Regions from separate parts of the Mus musculus genome. Here regions 2, 3, 4 and 5 are each linked to region 1. A link is a contact called in public HiChIP or PLAC-seq and promoter capture Hi-C data. All regions are on one chromosome and are shown on one strand. The core of a region is the stretch at or near the end of the contact, and the rest is flanking DNA. Distances in the headings are between cores, read along the strand shown.

Region 1 (2,882 bases), core at 194-2,693:
TAACCTAGCAGGAGGAGCCCAGGACGGGTTCCCCATCCCGTCATAAATGCAAGCAACAAAGACGTCCCTAGCAGTTCCCGACATTTTTGTCACCAATGATAATTATAGACACTAACACCGTGCCTAGCTGCTTCTTAATAAATATGTATAGAATGTATGAGAACTGTGTCAAGCAAGAATGCTGAGCTAGGCAGTCTCTCCGAGGGCACCAAGATGACAGCTTCAGTTCTTCCCATAAGGAGAAATAATAGAAGCAGTGTGGTATCTTGGTACCCACTGGGTGAATGTCTTTTCCCCCTTCCCTCCCCCCCTTAAGAACTGAAGCCCCATTGAGGGCTAGCCTGCCTCTTCTAAAACACATTACTGCAGCTGGACAGCAAGGGAAATCAATTGCCTCGACCATTAGCAGCGTGAGCTTGGGTAACTGAGTGTTTGGGGGAGGTGGGAACAGGGCAGGTGAGAACCACACTAGCAAAGACGGGAAGGAATCTGCAAAACCAGAAGCCTAGGAGGCAGGAGCCACTGGAACGCCAGGACCCGTCATCCCACCACCTCCTGACCATCTCGGAAGCGTCAGTGAAGAGACCAGATAGCTGCAGAAAGCGCCGAGACCTCGGGAAGTTTGGAGAAAATGTTATTTCCAAGTAGAAATCAGGCCCAAAGCGAATGCACTGTAAAGAAATGGCACTGCTTTGCATAACTAAAATAGAAATACCGAGAGTGAGCGGATGTTGAAAGGATCATCAAAAATAGGCTTAAGGGGAAAAAAAAATCTTCTGTATTCATGGAGGACAATAATCTTCCGGGACAAGATAGGCCCAAATCAGAGCAGCTTTAAAGACCGCGCGCACACCCTCCACCCCGACGCCGAGAAGGCAGTGAAATAAACAAAAACTCTGCGACCATCCAGACCCAGCGAAGAGGCAGGCCCCTTGTCTTTACAAAGCCAGAGGCACTTACGCCAGATGCTCTTACTTCCCGGGCTTTTCTTGCAGGGTAAGCGCAATGTCCCGGAAGGGGTCGGCCCAATGGGCCTCAAGGACCTCCGCGGCAGCGCCGCGGGTCTTTCCCGCCCTTCTCTCCCGGTCCGGCTGAGCCGCAGGGCGGAGTGAGGCGGCCCCGAGCCCACACAGCCGCCCAGGCCGCGTCGCCCTGCGCCTCCGGCCCGGCCCCGTCGCACCTGCACCATGATGGCCATGCGGAGGGAGTCCTTGGGAATACTCTCGCTGCATTTCTTGCAAGAGGCGCGCCCGCTCTTCGCGTACTCCACTCGATAAAGCCTCTCCGAGGCCTCCGCCATCCTCCTTCTCGTGCTGCAGCGGCAGCCCGACGCCGCCGCTGGTGCGCTCCGCTAACGTGTCGGTTTCCCCCGCAAGCGTGCAGAGCCGCCTCCGCTCAGGATAGATTACTGATGCCTAGCGGCGGGACCGCCCCCCCAAGCTCGCGCGCGGAGGGCGGGGCCTCAGCTCATAGGGCGGGGCTTCAGCACGTGTCCTTGGGAGGTTGGGTCCCAGCGCGACTGCGCCTGTGCACGCTGGTCTCTGCCTCTGGGAAGGGGCCAGGGCGGGGACCCGGGGAATCTGACAGGCGCCACCCCTTTTGTCGGTTTGTCCCAGAAAGGCTTTTTGTTCGCCCAAATAATTCCACCTCACCCACTTGCATTTTTTTCTAGGTATGTCTAGAGCGAACCCTGCTGACCCTAAGTGTAGTATTCTGCTTTGCAGCCTCCACATTGCTGACACAGAAAACCAACTAAAGCCTGATTTTTCATTCTTAGTAAACTTAAATGCATAACTATAAATTCCAAGAGAATGAGCAGAACCCGTGACAGTTGGTAGTAGTTACAACAGATGTCGTGTGTTCTCATCCCCCATCTCCGCGCTAACACAGGACAGGGTGTCTCAGTGTTGCCCTGGCTGCCCTGAAACTTGTTCTGTAGATCAGGCTGGCCTTGAACTCACAGGGATCCATGTGCCTTTGCCTCCTGAGTGCTTGGGATTAAGGGCGTGTGACACCATCTCCGGCAACAGATATTTTCCTGGGGAGATCCCAAAATATTTTAGGTTATCGACAATTAAAGTTATAGGTATTGTTAAACTTGCTACTGTTAGATCTTGTTATTTAATGTAGCACTACAATCTTTAACATTATTGGTCTTTTTTTTTTTTTAATAATTATATGAGCGTGATGCAGGGTCTCACTATAAAGCCCTGGCTGGCCATGAAGATGAAGTCGGCTTCAAACTCACAGAGATCCACTTGCCTGTGTCCTAAAGTGTGGGTAAACTGCATGTCTGGCAGCAAACTGGCTGGTGAGCTGTGGCCTACTTGTCTATGAATCATTCCTGATTGAGCAGGTATGAACTGGCTCTAGGTATCTGCTTTGTGCTTCCTCTGTTGCTGCTCTTTTTCTAACCCTGCCCTCCCTTGTTGAGACCCTCTCGTGGCAGAGAGAGACAGGACACATGGCTGTTCCCTAACCTAGTCCAGGGAGTGGGGTCCTTCCACTTTGCCTTGTAACTGATCCCGTGGGTAACCACCCCAGCAAATTCTCCTTTGCTGCAGAGGGTCTAAACCAGGCAGGCTAGCCTATCTCAGACTTAAAAAACAGAAAATCTCCCAGACCAAATTACAATGTGTGAATTGCAGGCATGTTTTGCCTGTATAAATATTTATATATCATGTGTGTTTGGTGTTTGCTGAGTCCAGAAGACGTTTTCATATCTCCTGACTGGAGGAAGTTACAGATGGTTGTGAGCTGCCATGCAGGAACTGGGACTCGAACCCAAGTCCTCTGAAAGAGTAACCAGTACTTTTAACCTCTGAGCCATCTCTCCATACTCTCCCCCTTGCAATAAACAAACAAACAAACAAAAAAAAAAA
Region 2 (2,882 bases), core at 125-2,624, 240 kb before region 1:
TGTGGAGGGTTTTTTGCATATGTGCATTTAGGGTAGTATCGCAGATTGCATGTGTTCATCAACACTTAACACTCATTAAATAATAATGAAACAGGAGGCCTGGGTTGTTGTTTTTTTTCCCTCTAGGGTCTGTTCCTCAGTTCAGTGACCTTGGCCAAATCCATTTCTTCTCTCATATCTGATTTCCACATATCTGTTTCAGGATAATGTTCATGATAAGACTGCTTTGAGAGGTCTTCAGATTACATGTATGCTACTGTCCTTCATCAGTACCCTACGGGACCTTTGTGACTCTTCTACCGAAAGCCTTCACCCAGAGTTGTGTAGCCTGGTCAATACCACCTGGGGACGGTTCAGATGTTTGTGGGTCACTTAATGAGAACTTGAGCTATGCAGTCTGTTGCCCAAGCTACTGGGCAGAAGGAAAGCGGGAAACAGCTTTTCCTTCTACCTGCCGTTTCAGCCTCCTGTGTCTGACATTAGACTCTTATGTCACGAGATTTCTGCAGCGCTCCTCCAAACAGCGAAGGGGTGGAAAGGCCTACTCTGCCTTAGACTGCTACAGCTGTGTTGCACATTGTCTCAGAGGCTTACAAAATAACAGCCATCTTGCACCAAGAACCGCGGCCTAGGAAGAGGGCGAGCCCTGTCCCTCGGCCCCGGTGCCACCACCTGCGACGCGCTGACAGTCTCCGCACTGCCCCGCAGGCTGCCCCTCCTCTCCCGGGGCTAGAGTCTGCGACCGACTTGTCCTCAGGCGACTTGGCCCGAGCCTCCGGACCGGCCCGCGCTCGGCGGGGAGCGAAGGCGGGAAGAGGCCCGCGGGTCCCCCGCCCCTGGCGCGCCGCGCGGTCCGAAAGTGGGCGCGGGACTGGGGCTTCCACTTTGCCAGCTAGCTTCCCGCTTGGGCGCGTTTTCAACTGGGGCGCGGCGACCGTACGGTCCCGGCCTTCTCCCCGCCCCCACACGGGCCGGGAACCTCGGGGGCGCGCGCGGGGGCGATGCCCCTCCCCCCGCAGGCCGGGCGCTGGTCCGCAGCCCGCGCCGCCCTCCCCGCCCCCACACCCCCCGCTGTGCACCCCAAAGCTGGGCTTCGGGGGCTCACTTAACGCCTGCGTCCGACGGGGAGGGAGTGTGGGCCGGGGACGGACTAGGGCAGACGGCCCCTCGGCGGGCCCCTCGGCGTGTCTTTTGTGTTTGTACACACCGCGAGAGGCGGCGGGAGGAATGGGCGGGCGGCGCGCGGGGGAGGAGCGAGCGCGCGCCAGCGAACGAGCGCGCGGGGGGAGGGGAGGGGCGGGGCGCGCGGGGGCCCTGGGCGGGGCCGAGCCTTCCCTCCATTGTGTGTGATTGGCTGGAGCGCGGCGCGGGGCGGGGCGGCGTGTGTAGGGGAAAGCCTCGGTGTCAGCCATCTTTCAATTGTGTTCGCAGCCTTCGCCGCGCCGCTGCCGCTCTCCAACGCCAGCGCCGCCTCTCGCTTGCCGAGCTCCAGCCGAAGGAGAAGGGGGGTAAGTTTCTCCGTTTGCCCGCCTTCCCGGAGCCGGGCTCCGCTCGCCGTCGGCCTCGTAGGGGCCCACGGAGGCACCCACAGTCCCCCCGGGCTCGACCCGCAAACTTTTTGGCGCAGAAATGGAGATGGGGAGCGAGTTTGCCTTCCGCGGGCGGTGGCGGCGGCGGCTCCCCGGTCTCTCCGTCTCAGCCCAGCAGTGGCACCGCCGCGGCGTCGAGCCTGTCTCCCTCCGGCGCCGCGGGCTCCTCTTTCTTCGGTGAAATCCCTCCCGCTGCCCCTTCCCGGGACCCCAGACCTTCACCATGTCCCGCGCGAGCCTCTTAACTGCCGCCTCCGGGTCCCAGGCCCCAGTTTTTCGGGCGCAAAGGGGGTAAAATCGCCGCCGCTTTCCACCCCGGGCTAACTCGCTTTTTGCTGCCTCTCCACAGTTGTGCCTGAGCTTCACCATCTTGTCTCTCTTCTCTGGTCACCGACCATATTTTTTTTCCCCCCGTTTCTCTCTTCCCCATTTTAAAATGGAAGGAAAAAATTTTAAGAACATTTTTTTGCCTTTTTTGGAGAAAAAGAAACGATGCTTATGAAATGCAGAAAACAAAAAAAAAGAACTTTTGCATTTTTGGAGAGCGGCACGTGGCAGGGGATGGGGTATTTTCGAACGATTTGCTGTTTGTCTCTCTGGAAGGGAATCGGATACGTTTCCAATTGTTTCCATTTTGTGCTAGTCTTCGGGAGCCGAGTCGCTCGTTGCCAGCGCGGGGTGCGGGGACCGAGACGGGCAGGTCCGGTACCCCGAACCTAGGGACCCAGGGGAGGCAGAACCAAAAGTTTATGTGGTGCTGGGTGGGCCGGGCGGCCGGTGTCGAGCGCTAATTAAGCCTGGGTGCGGGGCAGTCGGCTTCCATAGCGAAGCCCGGGAGGGGGACGGGCTTTGTGGAATGCTCACTGGCGATGGCTGTTGTTCTTGCATTTCGAGACGCCTTTTTGTCAACATAACTATAAAGAAACAAACCTCAAGAATGTTTTTAGATATTTACAGCAACCCAACTGCCAGGCGCGAGAGGGGGGCAGCAAACCGAGCGGGGGGGGGGCGCTGAAACCTTTTTCTTTCTTTTTTTTCTTTTTCTTTTTTTTTTTTTTGGCTGTAATTTGACTCGACCTTTCTGTGTTTGTGGCTTCGTTCATTTGACTTGTTTGTGATCGAATGTTTGCAGACGTTTCTAATTTCTACTTTAATTAAATGAATTGGATCGAAAGCCATGGTGGGGGGCGTCTCTCTGGTTTTGGCTGTTTTATCGCTCGGAAATAGCTTTATAAAGTATAAATGCTGACAATTTTCTAGTTTGTTTTAAATCATGTTTGGGCGATAGATGTA
Region 3 (2,882 bases), core at 166-2,665, 240 kb after region 1:
GTCCACCTCCCCCAGCTTGTGATACACTCCAAGAACACCTAGAATCCCAAATTCTGAAATTAGTCTCGGTAGCCACGCGGATGGCCGAGGGAGGAGGTGCAACTCGCTGGTTCCCTCCTCGAGACTGGCCAGGTTTCCTTGGCCAGAGCAAACACCGGCTATCGAGGATGACAGGCAACCCTGCTCCACCCTCTCAGGACATCAGAGGCCAAGTCACAGGGAACCTGACCCGGACCTGCCTTCCCCAAACCGCTGCTGGAGCCGAGACCTGGAAGGGGACTTGTGTGCCCACCGTTTTCTTTCTGATCCTGGTCTGGGGCTATGCCTCTCGGCCTATGAAAGGCCGGGAAGAGCGCGGGGGTGGGTGGGGGTGGGGCAGTCCAGGCACTTTTCAGCACTAGCCTTGATGTCTGTCTGTCTCCAAACAAGTGTGTTTTGTGAATGTGGGCACGCGTGCGCGCCAGGGAGCAAACTCTGCAGTATCCAGCACTGGAATCAATCCTGGTGGCTCCCTACTGTCCCCTCAGACCCTGCAGCGAGTGTGTGTGTGTGTGTGTGTGTGTGTGTGTGTGTGTGTGTGTTTGGGAGAGGGGATGCATGTCCGCAGCTACTCAGCCCTGCGCGCATCCTGTTAGCGAGGACCCAGCTGCCCCCTCCGGGACCCACACCCCTCGGAGGAACTCTGGGCTTGCTTGCACAGTTGCAGCCCGGAGGCCTTCTAATTGTGCAGGCCTGAGAATTTGCAGCCCTTCGGGGTCCCGCAAGCTAAGCCCCGGAGCAGCGCGGCCGGCCGAGGGCAGGGCCTCGCGCATCCCGGGCAGCCTCGCCTGGCGCCAGGGGAGCCGCCGGGCAAGCCGAGCCCCAGACGCCCGCAGCGCGCCGGGGAGGTGGTGGCGGCGCAGCGGCCCGGAAGGCGATGGGAAAGTCGAATCGCCTCCTCTGCCCCCAAGGCCACGCCACGCTACCGTCCCAAATCAGCCTCCCTTCTCCGTCGTTCTAGCCCTCACCTCCGTGCTGTGCTCGGACCCCGGAACACCCAGAGGAACCCCAGCACAGATGGAGCGGAAAGAGGGTTCAGAGACGAGGGCCAGGAAGGAGCCGCCACGCTTACCTGCAATTGCTCAGACTTCCAGGTCCCGTGCAGGCGACATGCCCCGGGGACTCCGGGCTCGTACAGACCAAGTGGCTTAAAGTTTTTTTAAAAAAATAAAAAAGCTCCCAAAGGGTTTCCGCAACAACTTATGGAAGACGGAAAAAGTGGGGTGCAACGAAGCTGAATGTACCGGCGCAGGGACTAGGCGATCCCGGAGGGGACACCGCCAGGCCGACCCTGCGTTGCTCTGTGCTTGGTTGGAGACACTACCGCTGTCAGCGTCTGCTCCCTGCTACTTCAGTGTTTGTTCAATGTAAGATTTAAAAAAAAAAAAAAAAGTTGGGGGTTGAGGGAGGAGGCAGAGAGGCGGGGGCTTGGGGGAGGAAAGCAGGAAGGAAGTTGTGAGCCTGTCTGGGGTTGAACTCAGCGGAACAAGTTTTTCTTTTCTTCTTTTTTTTTTTTTTTTCTATTGCTTGGCAAACCGAGGGAGGGAAACACTTAAAAAAAAAGTTTCCATTGTTAGCTAACAAAAAAAAAAAAAAAAAAAAAAAAGACTTTAACTTCTGCGGGTTAAAGATATACGATTTATTTTCCATCCCTCGACCAAGGTTTGCTGGTGTCTAGTTTTATGAAGCTACGTTTGAAAACTGTTTTTAATAAAATTTTGAGTGTGCTAAACAAAGCTGCTGGGGGGGGGATTTTTCTAGCATCGAAAGAGGGGTAATATTCTGCCTAAGCAGAGGGTGTACTTGTACTACAATAGGCAACTTTTTACAAGGTATATTGCATATATTGCAGGGCATTTCCTTGCACAGTTTTAGGTTTTAATGCACCATGGTAGAATTTTGGAAGACTGGTTGGACTGTGAGCTGCTGAGTGTCTTGTAGGCTAGATGTGTGAAGGAGCTCTGCATTAAGCAGTTATCTATAAACGCACACAGAGGCTGTGCTGTTCGCGTATTTTTGCACTCAACTCTCAAAAAGTTATTTTAAGAAAAAGCATAGTCCTGGGGCTGAGGCCCGATCAATGTCTTCAACCACTTGCTCAGTCTCCTGTGAATTTACTCCTGCGTTTTCAAGGGTTCTACTCTACCCTCAAATAAAGGGGGGGGGGCACCAGGCAACACTGGAGGGCGGGGGACACTCCCTGCCCCCATACACACACACTTAAGCCCCACCCGGCACTGCAAGCCTGTTTTGCATAATTCCCTAAATCTTAAACTCTAGCGTTTAGTGGAAACAGGGAACACAGCTGCGAGGTTTAGGAGATTTAAGAATCCTAAGCTTGTATCCGCCCATATATCCTGATTAGCCAAACCTCGGATGGAAAACCTGACCGCCTGTAGCAAGCAGACAGCTTACTTGTTTATGTAACAATACCGTTGAAGTGAGCAAAGCAACCTGCAGCTTGGTCAGGAAAAGACTCAAGCAAATTTGAAACCAAGAGCCCTTCCAGCCAAGAATTCCTGGAATCGGACAAGTCCTTTCTGGTTTTGTTTTGTTTTGTTTTTGTTTTATTTTTTATTTTTTTTAACATACCCTGGAAGGCTTGAATCTGGTTTCCCTCTCACCCTCAATGGGGCTGAATAAAGATGCCTGTCCTGTGTGTGTTCTAGTATTACCGTGAGACAAAGAAGCCACCTCTATCTAGACTCCCTCCTTTGGTCCCTAGTGGCAAGAAGAGGAGTTACTCAAGCTATGAAGTCTAATCTGAGAGGTGATAAATGCCTCAGTAGAAGCAACTGAAGAGCCTAGCAAAGCTCCCACAAATCTCTACCTTGCCGGCCCCT
Region 4 (2,882 bases), core at 265-2,764, 160 kb after region 1:
TTACAGAGTTAGGGGCCAGAGTGCTCAGTTCCTCCTCCTCCGCCTGAGGGACTGCAGGGTAGGTAGGGCAGAGCCCCAGCACATGGAAACAGTGGTAACCAGCTTGTGTACTAAGGACTTTGGACAGGTAGATGCAGTGCTAAGCATTTGATAGGTACAGTGAATGTATGCTAACTTGTCATGGAGGTGCTCTCATGATCCCATTTTACAGATGTGAACACTGAGACACACAGAGATTAGACAATTTGCCGAAGGTGCTAGAGATGGTAAGGAGAAAGCCTGTTGAGAGTCCCAGGTCTGCATCATTCAGCTAGGCTATCTCCTTTGTCATTTGTAACATGTGACTTTATAGCCAGATGAACTTGAGCTCGGCTCCTGTTAGTCCTGCCTGAAGGTCCTGGGCAGGATACCAAACCTCTCTGAGCTTCAGTTTTCTCCATCCTTGTGACATGGAAATACCACTCGGCCAACACCACCAGCTGACGATGACAACAGGTTGTTCTCAAAGTTAAATCCAACTTTGCTTGGGCGAGGCTTGCTACAGTCAGAAACACTGAACCTCTTCCAAGTTCTGTCTGCTCTCTCAGCCCCAACAGCACAAGCCTGCAGGAGATGATGCTGAGGAAGGGCAGCTTGGTCAACAGCAGGACCTGACACCCTCTTCCTCCACCCTGGCCCTCAGCCTGAATCCCACCTTTCCAGGATGACAGAGACAAAGAGGACCAGTCAGATTCTCTGCCAGAAGAATCACCTGAGCCATTTCTGAGCATCTGTGAGTCTTCACAGGATAGTCAGATCCACGAGTCTAGCAGAGAGGCCACCAGAGGCCTTCTAGTCCCATCCCAAGCCAGGGCGCCCTGGGGAGGGTTACTGTGAGCACCTCTGCTCTGTTGTTCCTGAGGCAGAAGGCGCGCGCGCGCGCGCGCACACACACACACACACACACACACACACACACACACACACACACTGCTTTTTCCTGGCTGGAAGATGACATTTTAGAAAGCCAGGCATCTGAAAGGAAGTTCGCCACAGAAAGCAGAAGGAGCTCAAAGGTCACCTTTGCCCCCCTTTCACAAGCAGCTTGCAGAAGGAAAGTTGCTTCTGAAACGGCCTCTGTAGCACTCACGCTCAGAGCCACGGAGGCAGAGAAGTTCCAGGCTCCTAGTGCAAATGCCATGGACACAGGTGGACACACAGAAGGGACAGGGCTGAGCGCAGGGAACTCCCACCTCAGGAATTTCTAACAAGGAAACTTTTGAGGAAGGGCTTACAGGCGGATCCCACAGCTATATTTAGAAAATTATTTCCAAGCAAGGCACACTGGAGCAATTCATATTTCTGAGAGGTAGCGCTGAGTTGCTCGTGGCTAAGGGCACTCTGTAACACAGTGCAGACCTCCTGAGCACCAGAAACCCTTTCCGCCTTCTGAAGACACTTCTGCAGCCCCGTCCTGGCAGAAGCTGACTTGCAGCTCCCGACTGGGCCGTGAGTCACCCAGTTTCCCTCTTCTGACAGGCTGTTCCCGGTCTTGAGAGTTCAGCGGCCATGCTCCTGTTCACGTGCAGACCGCTGGAGGCGAGGCACAGGAAACGGGTTGCCAAAAAGGCACACCAGTGAACCCCCAAGTACGAGCAAGATTCGTCACCCTCAGAACTTGAGGCCAGGGTCATCCTGACGTCTATGAGGATGTGTGACTTTCATAAATAGTCTGACTCATCACTGGTCCTCCTGTATCTGTCACCGTGGGGCCCCCGGTGGTGGCAGTGGGCTCTTACTTAGCCCGTTCTACGCTGCGGTATGAGGATCCCACGGGGCCATCCCAGAGATAGCATACTTGCCTCTCTCTTTCAGAGGTTGCAAACAGGGACATATTCTACCTCTGCTAGTGTCCCCAAGGTGACAGAACTGGAATCATGCTCAACCCGTCACCCTGGCAGCCTGTATGTCCACGGAAGTGGGGAGTGGGGTTTCCCACTCAATAGAGCAGGGGCACTCAGTGGTTCCTTCACTTTTTGCCTTTGGTTACAGGGACTTAACCTTTGTTTGTTGAGACTCCACCAAGCATCTCAAGACCATCAGAGAACGAAACCAATAAACACGGCGGCAACACTCCTATGTGTCACTACCCAGAGGGAGACAGAGTACTTGGTGCACACAAGAGTCCCCTTCTCATCTGCGACGCTTACAGAAGGTTCCCGATTCTCGATTCTCGTAGACTATCACAGCTCTTTCTCACTGGGTAGGGGAATGAAACTCTGAGAATGGCAGAGGCCAAGGAATGACACCGGAGCCGAGGATCCTCCAAGCTAAGGATCTCAACCCAAAGACCTTCTTTGCAGACTGGGTGCAGGCCCAGTTCCCGGAGGCAGGGCTGAAATGCATACTGCCTTTGAGGACCTAGGGAGAGGGATGTCCTTGTAGATGTCCACCTGCTGTCTGTCTGGGAAGGCTGCTTGTCCCAGGGTGGGGGTGGAGCATCTTCTGAACCCTTGGAGCCTGAGAATGGCAGAGGGTGAACAAAGTGTCCCAGGACCTCCATCCTCCCGCAGTGACGAGAGCCCTGTTGGGTAAGCTGGGCCCCCTCAATGTCTCTGGGGACAGCCCATATTTAGGAACTGCAGCATCTCTTCTAGGGAACAGACCAGCTGGTTGATTTATTCTCCTTAACTTTTGATGTTGTTATTATTAGGCACATCTGTCTCTGAGTGAGGTCACCAAGGAAAAACCCAACCAGAGGAAAATAGTTTCAAGCAGTCGTCATTTCAATCTTCGGAAAAAGGAAGCGAGTGGATAAACTAACTACCAGAAGATTCCAGAATTCAGGATGAGCGACGAGGAAAACGGAAAGTATGTGCTCTGGGAACGGGGCAGCTGGGCTG
Region 5 (2,882 bases), core at 237-2,736, 130 kb before region 1:
GGAAAAGCAGGCCTGGGGAGTCTTAGCATCCGCATAAAGCAGGAGGCCAGGACACTTCCCACGACTCCCCAGCTGGTGGACAGGTCAAGCCTAGAACTTGCCGATCACTCTGTGCTTTGACACTTGGGATAATTGCCCATAGTAAAGATATGGCCACTTGCTGCTCTTCCAGAGGGTCAGTTCTCAGCACTGTATCAGGTGGCTTACAACCCATTACTTCCCAGCACTGTGTCAGGCAGCTTACAACCCACTTCCCTCTTTTGGCTTCTTTGGGGGCTCACATGCGTATTAGTAGACAGGATGCACTCATGGCCAGCACATATACTTTCTCCTATGATACTTCCCATTAGCATTGAAGACGTTGCAGGAACAGGTCCTGGGCTGGGCTGTGGAATACCCCTTCCTCTGCAGGGAGCCCCTTTGAGGCCTTGCAAGCCGTGCTCCTTGCCCTGCCTGCCTCTGCACCCTTCTGCTATAGTGCTGCATGCCTCTGATTTCTCTATGAAGCAACTTGGCTTCTGTCTCAACAGATGTTCCCTGAGGGTCTTGCTTAGGATTTTCCAGTCACTGGGTCCTATTCTCAGGACCAGAGGGTAAGGAGGTGGGGAGAGACTTATATGAATAAATGAATGCATGTGTGCACTAGGGGAAGCAGATATAGAAGTCACAACTAAACTACAAATCCGCATAAAACAAACCAGGAACCTCAAATGAACCCCAGGGGACAAAGGAAATAGTAATGGCATCAGAGGGAGCAGAAACTTCAAGGAGTGGCATCAGAGGGAGCAGAAACTTCTCGGGTTCTGAGCACTGTTGGGATTCTTTAGGAGCGCTAACCCCGTACAACTTCAGCCCGTCCAATTTACAGCATTCTTGTTGACAGGTCACAGATACTCTAGGCAGGAGCAGCGTCACTGTTCAGGATGTGTGCCTGTCCCCTTTGAGATCTCTTTATCTTCACCCCCCCTTGGATTCAGGATGTGTCAGGGTGGTTTGCCGAGGGCAGGGCTAGGCTGTTTAACCAACCTGGAGTAAGGTCTAGCACATAGCAGGGGTGGTAAATAGCGCCTTTGATGGTGACAGGCGGACAGCGGGCCAGGCACAGCGCGGGGGACCTACGAACCAAGCCCCCAAGAGATTCAGGCGCTCTTGAGAGGTCTTCTGGCCCAGAAGAGGGGGTTCTGTCCAAGTCCGGCCTGCACTTGGGGCGACCCCACCGGGGCAAAGCGGTTCGAGGTATGTGGATTGGTGGTTGGACTGGCTGGCGGATGGGCGGAGAAGGGACGGAGCGGCCCGGACTCAAGTTCGCGCCTCCCTCATTCCGTCCCCGGGTCAGCGGAAGCGATTATTCCCGCGGCGTCTGGCGGGGCTGGGGCGGGCTCGCACCCCGAGGAGACGAGACGCGGCTTCCCTGCACCCACGCCTTTGATGGCGCCGCCGCCCCCTCCCCGGCTCCGGGCCGCTATAACTGCAGGCGCGCGGGGGTACAGGGAAGCGTCCGGGAGTCATGGCCGCAGCAGGGTCCCAGCAGCTCCAGTTCGCAGAAGGCGCCGCTTTCCCCATCTTCCCCGCCGCGCATCCCGGAGGGCAGCTGCTCCCAGCCATGCGCCCAGCCTCTGGGCTGCCCGCGGCGCCCCACGACTCTCGCGCCCCAGCAGCCACGCAGTGCTTTCCAAACCGCGACTCCAGTCCCACAGCGCAGACCCCCGCCGGCCTGGATCCGCCCGGACCCTCCAAAGGCTCGGCCGCCCCGTCGGCGCCACAGCGCCGCAAGCGCACGTCGTTCAGCTCGGAGCAGCTGCAGTTGCTGGAGCTCGTCTTCCGACAGACCATGTACCCAGACATCCACTTGCGGGAGCGCCTGGCTGCGCTCACGCTGCTACCCGAGTCCAGGATCCAGGTGAGTCGCGGTCGCAGCTGCGCGTTCCAGTGGAGGTGCTGGGAAGTCACAGGCTTGTTGGGCCATTTATTCTGTGGGGGAAAAGTTACTCTCTTTGAACCTCATGGTTCTAGACTGCAAACTGGGATGTCAGTTAAGGCCGCGTTACCATGTGATTGATCTGGGCAGCTAAGGGGCTTGCGGACCCATTGAAAGGTCCCAGCAGGAAGGTAGTCATTGCACTCTTTCCCAGCGTCCAGTAAGGAGAGAGAGAGAGACAGAGACAGAGAGACAGACAGAGAGACAGAGAGAGAGAGACAAGCCTTCCTCTGGCTTTGATTCTAAGTAGCAGAGCAGGGTTGGATCACCTTCAAAACAAGCAAGAACTTCTTGTCACTTTGAAAAAATATTGCAAAGTGAGTTTATTGTCTGAGGTCGATCATTTAGATCAGAGTTTTGGAGATGATAGGGAGAAGCCTCTCTCTCTCTCTCTTGCTCTCTCTCTCTCTCTCTCTCTCTCTCTCTCTCTCTCTCTCTCTCTGTGTGTGTGTGTGTGTGTGTGTGTGTGTGTGTGTGTGTGTGTGTGTGTGACTGAGACAAGTTCATGCTGCGTAGTCCAAGCTGGACTTCAATTCACAATCCTTCTGCCTCAGCTTCCTGGGTGCTTGGATTACAGGTAGGTTCCCCAACACCCAGTTTAGACGCTTGCCTCAGGAGGGTGGACATTTAGTGTTTATTTTTTTCCTGGACTTAGGGTGACTACTCAACTGTCACTTTTTTACCCCCTCCAGTCAGGGTTTCTCTGGGTAGCCCTGGCTGTCCGGGAATTTGCTCTGGAGACCAGGCTGGCCTTGAAATCAAAGATGTGCCTCCTTTGTCTAGGATTAAGGGGGTGTGCCACTATCTCCTGGCTTCAACTGTCACTTTCAGCAGTTGTCACCCTGGGCTTCCTATGCAGAACACGTTTGTGGGGAAATAGTAAAGACATTTACACACAGAAACG

The links. Promoter capture Hi-C pulls out the DNA fragments that hold promoters and counts their contacts. HiChIP or PLAC-seq counts read pairs in DNA pulled down with a chosen protein or histone mark. Capture Hi-C pulls out chosen DNA fragments and counts their contacts.
Region 2: a contact with region 1 is called in a promoter capture Hi-C map of neural stem cells. The contact joins the promoter of H3f3a here to the promoter of Parp1 in region 1. A contact is called at or near these places in 11 of 39 promoter capture datasets (the 3T3-L1 cell line, the HPC-7 cell line, cranial neural crest and 7 more), 3 of 484 Hi-C or Micro-C datasets (all in embryonic stem cells), 3 of 115 datasets of contacts at active chromatin or transcription factors (bone marrow-derived macrophages, effector CD8 T cells and memory CD8 T cells) and 2 of 9 other capture datasets (adipose tissue and liver).
Region 3: a promoter capture Hi-C map of neural stem cells shows a contact between it and region 1. The contact joins the promoter of Itpkb here to the promoter of Parp1 in region 1. A contact is called at or near these places in 10 of 39 promoter capture datasets (3T3-L1-derived adipocytes, the HPC-7 cell line, HPC-7-derived erythroid cells and 6 more), 7 of 484 Hi-C or Micro-C datasets (B cells, CD4 T cells and embryonic stem cells), 2 of 115 datasets of contacts at active chromatin or transcription factors (memory CD8 T cells and microglia) and 3 of 9 other capture datasets (adipose tissue, liver and pancreatic islet).
Region 4: a contact with region 1 is called in an H3K27ac HiChIP or PLAC-seq map of microglia, with 4 times the contacts expected there. The contact joins the enhancer-like site here to the promoter of Parp1 in region 1. A contact is called at or near these places in 1 of 39 promoter capture datasets (neural stem cells), 4 of 115 datasets of contacts at active chromatin or transcription factors (effector CD8 T cells, embryonic stem cells, extraembryonic endoderm stem cells and 1 more) and 1 of 9 other capture datasets (embryonic stem cells).
Region 5: a contact with region 1 is called in a promoter capture Hi-C map of pancreatic islet. The contact joins the promoter of Mixl1 here to the promoter of Parp1 in region 1. A contact is called at or near these places in 18 of 39 promoter capture datasets (the 3T3-L1 cell line, 3T3-L1-derived adipocytes, HPC-7-derived erythroid cells and 13 more), 8 of 484 Hi-C or Micro-C datasets (the F1.1 cell line, bone marrow-derived macrophages, embryonic stem cells and 3 more), 4 of 115 datasets of contacts at active chromatin or transcription factors (bone marrow-derived macrophages and embryonic stem cells) and 4 of 9 other capture datasets (adipose tissue, liver, macrophages and 1 more).

Annotation. Positions count from the first base shown.
Region 1 is chr1:180,567,452-180,570,333 of GRCm38.p6, reverse strand. Parp1 (poly (ADP-ribose) polymerase family, member 1) reads right to left here and starts at 1,443. Exons shown (of 23, transcript NM_007415.3): 1 at 1,181-1,443. The coding sequence starts at 1,300. It overlaps Gm31986 (a long non-coding RNA gene), which reads left to right and starts at 1,435. Exons shown (of 4, transcript XR_001779573.2): 1 at 1,435-2,356.
Region 2 is chr1:180,812,097-180,814,978 of GRCm38.p6, reverse strand. It overlaps H3f3a (H3.3 histone A), which reads left to right and starts at 1,374. Exons shown (of 4, transcript NM_008210.5): 1 at 1,374-1,508.
Region 3 is chr1:180,329,009-180,331,890 of GRCm38.p6, reverse strand. It overlaps Itpkb (inositol 1,4,5-trisphosphate 3-kinase B), which reads right to left and starts at 1,415. Exons shown (of 8, transcript NM_001081175.1): 1 at 1,112-1,415. It also overlaps the pseudogene Gm5069.
Region 4 is chr1:180,402,598-180,405,479 of GRCm38.p6, reverse strand. All of the region lies in intron 2 of Itpkb (inositol 1,4,5-trisphosphate 3-kinase B), which reads right to left. It overlaps Gm39712 (a long non-coding RNA gene), which reads left to right. Exons shown (of 5, transcript XR_003948302.1): 1 at 1-495; 2 at 588-772; 3 at 1,519-1,943; 4 at 2,032-2,194; 5 at 2,693-2,882. Among named protein-coding and RNA genes, the nearest start is that of Gm39712, 4.4 kb to the left of the region's middle. Within about 2 kb of position 1,514, at least 216 of the 459 cell types and tissues checked have an H3K27ac peak or open chromatin away from gene starts, as enhancers often do. A contact at or near this core is called in effector CD8 T cells and microglia, where this site is marked.
Region 5 is chr1:180,695,638-180,698,519 of GRCm38.p6, reverse strand. It overlaps Mixl1 (Mix1 homeobox-like 1 (Xenopus laevis)), which reads left to right and starts at 1,486. Exons shown (of 2, transcript NM_013729.3): 1 at 1,486-1,900. The coding sequence starts at 1,508.